Regions from separate parts of the Sus scrofa genome. Here regions 1 and 2 are each linked to region 3. Evidence: chromatin contacts called from public Hi-C data. All regions are on one chromosome and are shown on one strand. Each heading gives the region's core, a stretch centred on a gene start, on an enhancer-like site or on the middle of the called end of the contact. The rest is flanking DNA. Distances are from core to core; before and after follow the strand shown.

Region 1 (3,728 bases), core at 952-3,451, 69 kb before region 3:
TTGGCAGAGTTAATAATTACCAACAGTATAGCCAACACATCCTTCCCTTGGGAGGCCTTGGGGTCCATATGACTTAGCAGCTGCTTCCTGTTACGTGGGAAGTTAACCTTGGATCAGTAGCCGGTGTGTGGCACAAGATCTAAGGGTACCCAGGGTTTTGATACAGACATTTACAAAATTGTACTCTCTGGTCTTTTAAAATATACAACCACCTATTTTATTTTATTTTATTTTATTTATTTTATTTTATTTTATTTTATTTTTTTTATGTTATGTTATGTTATTTTATTTTATTTATTTTTGTCTTTTTGCCATTTCTAGGGCCGCTTCCTGCGGCATATGGAGGTTCCCAGGCTAGGGGTCGAATCGGAGCTGTAGCCGCCAGCCTACGCCAGAGCCACAGCAACGCAGGATCCAAGCCGAGTCTGCAACCTACATCACAGCTCACGGCAACACCGGATCCTTAACCCACTGAGCGAGGCCAGGGATCAAACCCACAACCTCATGGTTCCTAGTCGGATTCCTTAACCACTGAGCCACAATGGGAACTCCTATAACCACCTATTTTAAAACCAGGGTTAGACACCTGCTGAGGCAAGTGGCTTGGTCCATGGTCTTGCCTCAGTCTGAACCCAGGCAGAGCAAGATTGGGTTCTGAACTTACTCCCTGCTTCCTGCCGTTGCACACTCCAGCTTCCATTTCTAACCTGATTCAGGTCCCTATCACAGTCAGAAGCATTGTGTGTGTGTGTGTGTGTGTGTGTGTGTGTTTGCTTTTTAGGGCCGTACCTGCAGTGCATATGGAGGTTCCCAGACTAGGAGTCGAATTGGAGCCACAGCTGCCAGCCTATGCCACAGCAGTGCCAAATCGGAGCCACATCTGTTACACACACCACAGCTCATGGCAACCCCGGATCCTTAACCCACTGAACGAGGCCAGGGGTCGAACCCCCAGTCTCATGGTTCCTAGTCGGATTCGTTTTCTGTTGCGCCACGATGGGAACTCCATAGTCGCAAGCATTTTAAGCTGTAAGCTTTTATATGAAGACTTAAATTCTCAGGACAGTATGTATTTAAAGTTTCCAGACCTGGGTCTCTGGCGGCTGATTCTCTCTGTGGATCCTGAACCATGATCACGTTGTGTGTGAGCCTGGCCTGTGCATGACCACTTCACTTGTGTCTGGAAGGGGGTTGCCTAGGATAGAGCAGTTATGGGGCAGGAAAGTCGGAAAACAGGGCTCCTTGGATACAGACATCGGAAGTACATATAGAAACCTGATTTCTGCTTGTCTCCTCCTTCAGCCCTTCTTCCCCCTTTTCCACTAGGGCTCTGATATATATCCTCTCTCTCCACAACAGGCCGTGCAACAGCGGTAACGGGGATGCATGCTGGGTTCCAAGCCCAGTTCTGCCACTTTTTTTTTCCTGCATGACCGTGGCAGGTCACTTCCCCTCAGTGCCCCACTTTCCCCTCATATAAAATAAAGCAGAAGGACAGACTCTAAAAATCTCTAAGTTCCCCTCCAGCTCTAAATTGATCTTGTTAGGAATTTGTGGAGTTCCTGTTGTAACTCAGTGGAAACGAATCTCACTAGCATCCATGAGGACACAGGTTCGATCCCTGGCCTCACTCAGTGGGTTAAGGATCCAGTGTTGCCATGAGCTATGGTGTAGGTCGAAGATGTGGCTCGGATCTGGCATTGCTGTGGCTGGGGCGTAGGCCAGTGACTACAGCTCTGATTCAACCCCTGGCCTGGGAACTTCCATATGCTGTGGGCGCGACCCTAAAAAGACCAAAAAAAAAGGGGGGGATTTGTTTATGCTTTCTAAGGCCTTGGCCTTTGTAAGAGGATGGCAAGAAGAACCTCACTGCTTCTGCATCAGTGGGGGTTCAAAGTGTCTTGGCTTCTGCTCAAGATGGCACTGTCATGGTGGGCCTCCCACTGCCTACCAGACTCCCTTCTGGACCTAAAGAGTGGCAGGGGGATCATGGGCATTTGCCAACAGGGCAGGCTGGTCTCTCTGCCTCCTTCTTTATAAACCACAGCAGTATAACGGTGGGAAAGGAAAGGGATACTGGCCCTGTGTGCCCAGAAGTCTGCGAAAGTATCTTCCCGAGAAGAGGGGAGGAGGAATTGCCCATGCTTCATGCCAGCGAGAGCAGAGACAGTTGAATTCGCTCCTTAGTACTCGCGACCCCACCCCCACTGTTGAAGGAGGGTTTGGTGGCCAAGAGACACAGTTAGCACTCTGGGAATGCCTAGCTAATGGTCTTTTCTGTTTGGAATCTTTCGTGAACAAACGGTTCTTGGTTTCAACGCCCCCTGGTGTCTGTTGACAGGAACCAGGTCAGTTCGCCTTCCTGAAAAGACAAAACAACATTTGTCTCCAGAAATAACCGTGCAGTTATAACAGAAAGGCCAGTAAATGGCTTGATTGTATTCGGAGTGTCAGAATATAGTTCTCCCCTCTGAGCAAGGAAAATAAACTTTCAGAGCAGAAATCTCTTCCGCAGTACTCTATCCAAACCCAGTTAGGAAGCACTTTGTTTGGTCCAGAAGATTATTTCTCATTCTGGACCAGACCAAGGAAAATTCTAGGGAATGAAAATTATAATCTGAGTTGGCAAAAAGTCACTAAAAATGCATTTACCTTGTTCTTTTAGATGAAGAAATGTTCCAAATGAGAAGAAGCCTTGGAAAGAATGCTGAAATTTTGACCAGGTCTCAATTCCAACCTATACAAAGGTATATGCTATTATTTTATTCACAGTTTTGGATTCCTGGAAGTATTGTTAAATGATGATAACGCCCTGTATTTGTTTGTCATCTTCGTATATAATGGCCACCATGTTATAACAATAAACTTTGAGCAGTTTCGCTTTGTCAGGACTTGTTCAGCAGAATCATGAGGAGTTGTGAAAAGGAGTCATTATCTGTATTCAGATCCTGACTCTGCTTTTCTAATTGCATGACCTTGGTCAGATTTCTCAACCCTTCTCCTCTAGTTCCCCAATTAAAGAATAGCGATAAGAGGAGTTCCTGTAGTGGCGCAGCGCAAGCAAATCTGACTAGTATCCCTGAGGACGAGGGTTCGATCCCTGGCCTCGCTCAGTGGGTCGGAGTCTGGCGTTGCCATGGGCTGTGGTGTATATCTCAGACTCGGCTGAGATCCTGAGTTGCTGTGGCTGTGACATAGGCTGGCAGCTGTAGCTCTGATTTGACTCCTAGCCTAGTAACTTCCATATGCTACGGGTGTGGCCCTAGAAAGCAAAAAAAAAAAAAAAAAAAAAAGGCAACGTGAGGGGTCCTTGTGTTGGAAATGTTCTGTATCTTGATCATTTCAATATTGATATCTTGGCTATGATATTGTTCTATAGATTTGCAAGATGTTACCATCAAGGGAAACTGGGTAAAGTGTATTTCTTAAAATTGCATGTTGGAATTCCCTGGTGGCTCAGTGGGTTAAGGATCTGGCATTGTCGCTGCCATGGCAAGGGTTCAATCCCTGGCCCAGGAACTTCTGTATGCCCCGAGTACAACCCAACACCTGCCCCCCCCATATACACACACTCTCTCTGCATGTTGAATATACATAGTTATCTCAAGATGAAAAGTTTAATTAAAAAACTAATAATAGATGCTGAGTGCCTGGTGCACAGTAACACTTTCCTTTCCCCTTTCTGGGCCTCAATCTCCTTTCTGTAGTAATTATAGCTAGTTTTCCTA
Region 2 (3,757 bases), core at 1,154-3,653, 97 kb before region 3:
GTGGGGCCCAGTCCCCTTTGTTCTGACCTTTGCCCCCTTGCTTGCAGCGATCCCAGTTCCCTGTGCTGCACATGGAGGTGATCGTGCACCTGCTGCTCCAGGTCTCAGACGCCCTGAGATACCTGCATTCTCGGGGCTTTATCCACCGTTCCCTCAGCTCCTATGCCATCCACATCGTCTCCACAGGGGAAGTGAGGCTGACCAACCTGGAGTACATGGTGGAAAGGTGGGTGCACCTCCATCAGGACTTCCAAACAGGGTCTCCCTGGGGGTGCTTTGCTGGAGAGAGAGAATCTGGTCTGGGCAGGACTCCTCCCTGGTGGGCTGAACTGTCTATCAGGGAAGCAGGTTTCCCAAATGCCTCGCCCTGTCTGCCAAAGTTAGAGGGACTTTGGGGGAAGTTGTTTCTGTTCAGGACATTCTCATTTGATTTATTTATTCATTTATTTTTAATTTTTTGTTTGAGGTTCCCAGCCTAGGGGTCGAATTGGAACTACAGCTGCCAGCCTACACCACAGCTCACAGCAATGCTGGATCTAACCCACCGAGCGAGGGCAGGGATCGAACCTGCATCCTCATGGATGCTAGTCAGATTTGTTTCCGCTGAGCCACGACGGGAATTCTGGACATTCTCATTTTATTATTTATTTATTTATTTATTTATTTATTTATTTGTCTTTTTGCTATTTCTGGGGCCGCTCCCACGGTATATGGAGGTTCCCAGGCTAGGGGTCCAATTGGAGCTGTAGCCACCAGCCTACACCAGAGCCACAGCAACGCGGGATCCGAGCCGCGTCTGCAACCTACACCACAGCTCACGGCAACACTGGATCCTTAACTCACTGAGCGAGGTCAGGGACCAAACCCGCAACCTCATGGTTCCTAGTCGGATTTGTTAACCATTGCGCCATGACGGGAACTTCTGGACATTCTCATTTTAATAAACATTTAACAAGCATGAGCATATATTAGCCAGCATGTGTAAATTTTCAAAATTTTCAGTGATGTCATGCAGCGGAGGTGTTTCTGACTCATGTGTGTGGGTGTGGTGGTGGTGAGGGGACGTTCATTCACTGCGTTCCTCTGCTTTGTGGCTCCACCGTCCCCCAGGCTTCAGCCCCTCGCTGTGTCCTCCGCATCGCTGGTCAACGAGCAAGAGAAGGCATGGAGGGACCCATGGTGGGGTTTAGGGACCACCTGAAGTGAGTGTATCACTGCTTCCCACTTGGCAGTGGCCAGAGCCCAATCACCTCTTCTCTGCAGGGAGGCTGGGAAAGGCCCCATAGCTGTGTCCCCTGGAAGGAGAGAGACGTGAAGGCTGCTGGTGAGCCTTTTGACCATTAGGTCCTGCCTGTGTGGGCTGGGCTGGTTCAGGTGTCGGTGGATGGGCTTCATCTCCCATTTGGCAGGAGTCAGAGTCCTCCCTGCAGCTGAGGGCTGGCCCTGTCTCCTGCCTCCCGGCTGCCCCCTCGTGCTTCCTCACAGTCATCCACAGAGCTGAGCCTCAGGCCCAGGGCTGATCCTGAGCTGTTGTGGGGCGGCAGCCACAGGCAGACCCCAGCTTAGATCTGTTTACCTCCGCTTCCCCTTGTCCTCGCCCGCCACCCGGCACCGTCACCGGAGCTTTGTTTCTGAGCCTCTCAGCAGGTCTTTGCTTCTTACCTCTCTCACTACATGAAAAGCCCTGCAAGGGCAGGCGTTTCTGTTTTGCCTGCTGCCATATCTCAGACACCTGGAACAGGCCTCCACACGGCAGGAGCGCCGCGTGGTTTTTAAGTGAACGAAGTGGAAAGACTCACGTCCCCGGCCCTGTGGGCCGCTTGCTGTCTGCCTGGAGAGGGGAGCAGGGGCCAGGCCTTGTGGGCCTTGGGGAAGACTTTGAATTTAATCCTAAGAACACCATTTGAGCAGAATGATGTCCGGGCTTACTTACGGGTTAAGAAGATCCCCCTCGCTCCTGCATATGGGGAAGGGGCTGTGCTGGGACACGAGAGAAGCAGAGAAGCCGTTAGGGGGTGACCGGGGCAGTTTTCCACGTGGGAGCCGTGGAGGCCAGACCACAATTGCCCTCAGGTCTGGTTCTTCCTCAATGCCAGTGGCTCCCGTCGCCTGTAAGATTAAGTCCTGGCACTTTGCAGAGTGAGAAGCTTTCCTGGGTGGGCTCTGCCCACAGTGTCAACCTCTTGGCTCCTGGTCTGCCTGGCCACGTGAAGGCACTCTCAGTCCGTGCCATTTCCTGTTGCTGCTCCTCCTTGCGTCTGGAATACCACCCCCCTCCCCCGCCGCCACCACCGATGTTTATCCTTTTAAACTCAATCCCAATGCAGCCTCCCACCACACCCCACGAAGCCTACGCTGAAGTCCCCTCCCTGCATCCCTAAGCATATCTCACTGCCCTGCCGTCCAGTGTGTCTGCTCCACCAGATGGCGAGCTTGTTCACCTTCAGCCCCCAGCTCAGGGCCTGCCACACGGGAAGTGCTCAGGGAGCATTCGAGGTGAATGCATGAGTCTAGCTGAAGGGAAAACTTTGTCAGTTTGGCCATGGGTTCAGGAGCAGTCTAAAGGGTTTGGCCATTCAAAAGGGTGGCAACGGGCCCAAGTTGTTTGCCAGTGATGCAGCGCCATCTGTTGTTGACTTGGAGGTATAACAGTCTCTTTGACTTGAGTTCTCCAATAGAAATGTCAGTCCTGGAGTGAAATGGCGCTGTGGAGATGGCCAGGCCCACACCTGTCCCCTGGAGATGAGGGAACAGGCGCCCAGAGAGTTGAAGAGATGGTCTGAAGTTAGCCAGGTGTGGCTGGAATAAGTGGTAGAGGATGTCTCCTGGCTGTAGAGGCAGGATGGATTGGAGATTGAAGGTAGAAAGTCCAGCCAGGAGGCCACAGGGCAGGGCCTGGTGGTGACCAAGGAACCAAAATAGAAGGGAAAGATATGAGATGCCCCGAGAAACTGGAGTTCACACACTGGCTAGGTGAGGGGCTGCAAGGTAACTGGGCTGGAAGGTGTGACTTATTTTGAGCTTGTGGCCCTCAGAATGGAACTTTGGGCAGTAACGTTCATCAACAACATTTAACAGCTGACAACATGAGTCGATTATCCAAGAATCCAAAAGAGCTGTCAATTCCACATTTATTTTTGGTCATACTCGATTTGGACAGGTCCAGTTGTTTAATATCATCGTCAAGGGTAGTCTCTTGGTGTAAAAATGGTACAGCTGTTTCTCCTGTTGCTCAGCTCCTTCTTAATGGAATCTTTAGAGTTGGAATTGACCTTGCAAGTGGTATCACATAGCCGTAGCCAAATGTAATTTTAAGGATGTCAAACCTGAAGCCCAGAAAGAAACTACCCCAGAATCACAGCCAGGAAAGAAGCCCCCTTCCTGCACCCCACTAGCTTTAACAGAGAAGGAAGAGGGCTTGCAAGAGAAGAAGGTGAATGAAAGTAGAAGAGAAAGGATATAAATCCTGGTTTTAAGTGACTTGTCCCTTTAGGCAGCCTGCGAGGCCTGAGAAGGTCGACGAGTGTCTCCCTTGGACAGTCGCCCCGCAGTGCGAAGAGACAGACAGGTAGGCGAGGTCCTCAGAATGTGTCTCTGACAATAAAACACTCCGTGGCTTTTCCTGTGATACTCATATGATGTTTGCGTGTGTAGCCACACTGTTCACATGTCTCTAGCCACACCTGCCTGTTTAGCAGTACAACTAAAGGTTGTAAAAATACCAGCTGTCATATCTTCATGGCTTCCTGAACTCACT
Region 3 (4,255 bases), core at 1,519-4,018:
TAAAGGTGGGGCCACCCCCAGGCCATCCCTTTCCCAGCTTGTTTCTTCTGGGCAGAAGAGGGAAGTAGAATTCTCTAAAGGGTAGGCTATTGGGGTGGAAGCGGATCCTGGCTTCCTAGAATGAAGCAGAGACGATGAAGATACAGGTGGAAGAGAACGGGTGAGAATGGGAGGTGTTGACAGGCACCACTAACTTCTTCCAGGAAAGCATCCCATTTGCCGTCATTGGCAGCAACACCGTGGTAGAGGCCAGAGGGCGGCGAGTTCGAGGCCGGCTCTACCCCTGGGGCATCGTGGAAGGTAAAGCACTGAGCTTGTGACCAGGTGTCTCCTTGCCCTCAGTGGTTCACCCCACCCATGCCCCTGGCTGACCCCAGCCTTGCTATACAGTGGAAAATCCAGGGCACTGCGACTTTGTGAAGCTGAGGACAATGCTGGTGCGTACTCACATGCAGGACCTGAAGGATGTGACACGGGAGACACATTATGAGAACTACCGGGCACAGTGCATCCAGAGCATGACCCGCCTGGTGGTGAAAGAACGGAATCGCAAGTATGGCCAGAGGCCAGGACAGAGTTGGCAAGGGTGGGGTCCCGAGGGCAGCCTTGGGTGAGACCAAGCCCTTCCTTTGTTCTTCTATAAGCTCTGGGCGCAATTCAAACAGGTGCTGGGGTCCCCCTCGCCTTACCAACCCCCCATTTTCCCTTTCCCTCAGCAAACTGACCCGAGAGAGTGGTACCGACTTCCCCATCCCTGCTGTTCCACCAGGGACAGATCCAGAAACGGAGAGGCTGATCCGAGAGAAAGATGAGGAGGTGAGAGTAGTATGAGGTGGTAGGGCTGGCCAGCCCGAGAGGACCCCTGCTTAAGCATAAACCTCAGTGTCTCTTGGTTTGGGGACAGGATGATCCCTGGCCCTGGTATATATCTGGATCCTGGATTGGTGGATTAGTGGTTCCACCCTGGGACTTCATTATACTCAGGGCCACCAAGGCCCTGGCTCAAGGGATTAGAGGTTTCAGGCACTTTCCTAACATGATAGGACTCTCTGAAAGGTCCCATTTTGATGCATGTGCCTGTTCCAGCTGCGGCGGATGCAGGAGATGCTGCACAAAATCCAAAGACAGATGAAGGAGACCCATTAGCTGGCTTTCAGCCTTGAATATTTAAATCACCGCCTCTTCCTCCTGCTATGCCGGCCCCTCCCAGCACCAGCTCTACTCAGGCCTCTGCAGCTACTGCCACTTGACCTTACATCCCTGCTGCCTCCCCAGAGACTCAGAAGAAATAAAGTTTAACAAATCTATAGGTGGCTTCTGGTGTTTCTGTCGATATCTTTCCATCTCCTGGAGACCAAGAAGATCCTAGGACCCGTTTTGAAAGACTGCCAGAGGAGGGTGCTGGTTTTGGCCTTTACTAGCCAAGGGAGGGTGGGGAGAACCTTCCCCTCCAGAGGCAGGGTTTAGTCACCACCATCTTCCTGATCATATCTATCATGCATCTATTATCTGGGGCCCTGCTCATCTTTCCCACATACAGTACTTCCACAGAAGTTTTGGATTTGATACCTTGAGAAAACACAGTATTAATAGCCTCCCAGCTTTGTATTTCCTGATTTGGGGAATGGGATATTCAGAATTGAGCTCTGCACTCTAGGAAGCCTAGGCCAGCGCACTGAACAAATGTTGGAACCCCTGTAATCACCAAACACTATAGTAAGTGCCAGGAATGGATAAAATACAATCATTGTCCTGGAATAATTCAGTATTTATTTACCAAATATTTATCAAGCATCTATCTGCTAGGTTGCAGATACTGTTTTAAATCTTCGAGTTAAAGCAGTGAACACACATAAGGTTCCAGTTTTCCTGGAAGTTGCTAAATGTAGTAAATGTCCCAATGTCCTATGAAAAGACACGTGAAGACATTTTGGCCCCAGGGCCTGGTATTAAAGCATTCAGGCCCATTTCCAAACTGAAGCTATCAGTTGAGAATCTGAGTCAACTGTTCACCATTTCTGTCGGGTTGGTGGTATCGCTGGGACACGGCGACCTCCAGCGGCCACCCTCCGCCCTGCTGCCTGTTCTGGCTCCCCGGGGTCTCCCAAGGCAAGGGGAGGAGCCAGAGAGAAGCGAGAGAGGAGCCAACTATTCTCCACAGCCTTTTCAGACCAGAAGGTCGCAGCTAAGCTAGTGGCAGTCTCATTCTCATCTCTCAAGTGAGAGATTTTTACTCAAAACTGATGGCATGTGATTCAGGTCACGGACACCAGGGTCGGTTCGCGGATGAAAAGTGAGGTCCTGGAGGAACACGTCAAGGTGTCCGGAAGAAGGGAAAACCTCCCCCAGCCAGTCGAAGACCGAGAAGGAGCCTCAGGCCCTCAGCCCTCTCTTAGCTTTCGGGGTTTTTCTCCCGCTTCTGGCTTTGGGACGGACGATCACAGTGAAATCAAACCAGAAATGGTGCCACCGGGATCTATTTGAAAAGTACACCAGAGGCGGGGTGATCACCGGAAGTGGCTGTGAGAACGCCCCGCCTTCAATTGCGCTACCAGTAGGCGACAGACCGCCCCCACTTCCGGCCCCTGGAGCCTTAACCAGCAGCCCCCCTTTTACTGCTCTCCCATTGGCTGCTGCAGGGACGCGCTGTGATTTCCCATTGGTCGCGTCTTCTCTTCGGCGCCGCGCCTCCTCCCTGCCAGTACAGTCTTGTCTTCCGGCATCCGATAGGCTCAAGACTGGGAGGGCGTCTGCCCCACTTGACCAATGAGCGGTGTGAAGAGTGAGGGCGGCTGCTGCGTGGTGGGGGGCAGGGCGGGACTTGGTGTGGCTATTGGCCAGGGCGGGCACAGACCAGAGATAGGATTGGTTGGGGAGAGGGGCACCGTGGTGGGGGGTCGGAGCTGCGCGGCCTCAGCAGCTGCGGGAGACGGAAGTGGTGAGAGCGCGGCTTCGGAGGGTCGGGCGGACGCCGCCTGGGTGAGTCACCGTGCCCCATACACTGCCAGTCTGGGAACCGCAACGACCGCGTCTTGCCCGGCCCCGCCCCGGCCCCACCGGCTTTCCTGAGACCCGCCTTCTGTCATTCGGGGCTCCGCCTCCGAGTCTTTAGGCTCCGCCCCTAGAACCTGGGCACCTGAGCTCCCCTGTCAGCCTGACCCGCCTCCCCCCGTGGCCAGATACCCTAGGTCCAGGAACCCTGGGTCTCCCAGGCCTAGTTCTCGTCTCTCTCTCCCTCCGTTTCCTTGAGGCTGCTTGCCAGTGGGCGGTGAGGCAGCACCTCTGGCTTGCCGCTTGCTGGCTCCCCCATGAGGAAGGGTGGGCTGTGATCAGGGAGGCGGGTAGGACCACAGATGGAGGCTTTTGTAGCCGCAGCCTTCGGCAAGGCACACTCCTAGACTGCCTCTGAGCTCGAATAGCAGGCATGGAGAAGTGTCATTCAAACCTGGGCCCGGCTCCCTAAGTGGGCCCAGACGGCTCAACCTGACATGTCTGTTGCTTGGGCCCATTTGACGCTCACTGACTCTGAGGCCTGCACTGGCCTGATTCTATCCCCATTGTGTGGACTCCTCCCACTAACCTGCACCCCACTTGGTGTCAAGTACACTCAGCAGAACATGTCCAGCCCTGCTGCCTTCTGATCACAGGTTGTGGTCCCCTCCCTCTTGTCCTCTGCTCTGGACTCTGCCCCAGTAAACAGGTCAGGTGGGTGCTACTCACAGACTCAGAGGCTGGCCGTGCGCTCCTCTGGTGGATTTATGTTTCCACCAGGGCCAGAAATGAGTCCTGGCTGTGCAGCCTCTGTCTCTTCAGAGTTGGCAGGTCTTTTGCTCTCCCACAAAGAACAGGGTTTGGAGTGTTTTACTTCTCCTTCTGGGTCCGGGAATCGGGATGCTTGAGTCCTGCTCCAGAACTTTGTTGCTGCCTTCATGCTCTGCAGAATCACTTGTTGCTTTCTCCCCGTGTAGCTCCCACTGCCTCTGTCTGGCATGGTGAGTTGTGGAGAGACTGGAATCACTGTGAAGAAGGTGAATAAGAGTTGTGGGGAAGTTCAGGAGCAGATGTGTGGTGATGGTTTGTTGATTCTATGGTGGTGTTAATGGTGCTCTTTACTCTTGTGTTTCTCTGGGTCTTTACAGTGAGAAAAGGCAGCCAGACCCTCACCACGGTAGAATGGTGAGTACCCTCTCTTTTCTCAGACGCTTGTGTTTTCTGTAATCCTTGTATCTTTCTCCATGAAGCTGACCCGCCCCTC

Evidence for each region. Hi-C and Micro-C count contacts between places; a contact is called where the count stands out from the background.
Region 1: a contact with region 3 is called in a Hi-C map of fetal skeletal muscle, with 3 times the contacts expected there. The contact joins the enhancer-like site here to the promoter of MTMR4 in region 3. A contact is called at or near these places in 1 of 5 promoter capture datasets (liver), 11 of 47 Hi-C or Micro-C datasets (alveolar macrophages, embryonic fibroblasts, fetal liver and 4 more) and 2 of 2 datasets of contacts at active chromatin or transcription factors (alveolar macrophages and skeletal muscle).
Region 2: a contact with region 3 is called in a Hi-C map of embryonic fibroblasts, with 4 times the contacts expected there. The contact joins the enhancer-like site here to the promoter of MTMR4 in region 3. A contact is called at or near these places in 1 of 5 promoter capture datasets (fetal liver), 16 of 47 Hi-C or Micro-C datasets (alveolar macrophages, brain, embryonic fibroblasts and 8 more) and 2 of 2 datasets of contacts at active chromatin or transcription factors (alveolar macrophages and skeletal muscle).

Annotation. Positions count from the first base shown.
Region 1 is chr12:34,839,109-34,842,836 of Sscrofa11.1, reverse strand. It overlaps TEX14 (inactive serine/threonine-protein kinase TEX14), which reads left to right. Exons shown (of 34, transcript XM_021067278.1): 22 at 2,666-2,747. Among named protein-coding and RNA genes, the nearest start is that of C12H17orf47, 38 kb to the right of the region's middle. Within about 2 kb of position 2,201, at least 9 of the 83 cell types and tissues checked have an H3K27ac peak or open chromatin away from gene starts, as enhancers often do. A contact at or near this core is called in fetal skeletal muscle, where this site is marked.
Region 2 is chr12:34,867,182-34,870,938 of Sscrofa11.1, reverse strand. TEX14 (inactive serine/threonine-protein kinase TEX14) reads left to right here. Exons shown (of 34, transcript XM_021067278.1): 10 at 48-226. Among named protein-coding and RNA genes, the nearest start is that of C12H17orf47, 66 kb to the right of the region's middle. Within about 2 kb of position 2,403, at least 28 of the 83 cell types and tissues checked have an H3K27ac peak or open chromatin away from gene starts, as enhancers often do. A contact at or near this core is called in alveolar macrophages, brain, embryonic fibroblasts and 3 more, where this site is marked.
Region 3 is chr12:34,769,828-34,774,082 of Sscrofa11.1, reverse strand. MTMR4 (myotubularin-related protein 4) reads left to right here and starts at 2,768. Exons shown (of 20, transcript XM_005668984.3): 1 at 2,768-2,979; 2 at 3,969-4,028; 3 at 4,140-4,176. The coding sequence starts at 4,174. It overlaps SEPT4 (septin-4), which reads left to right. Exons shown (of 11, transcript XM_005668982.3): 7 at 1-5; 8 at 204-300; 9 at 391-553; 10 at 717-816; 11 at 1,087-1,307. The coding sequence ends at 1,146.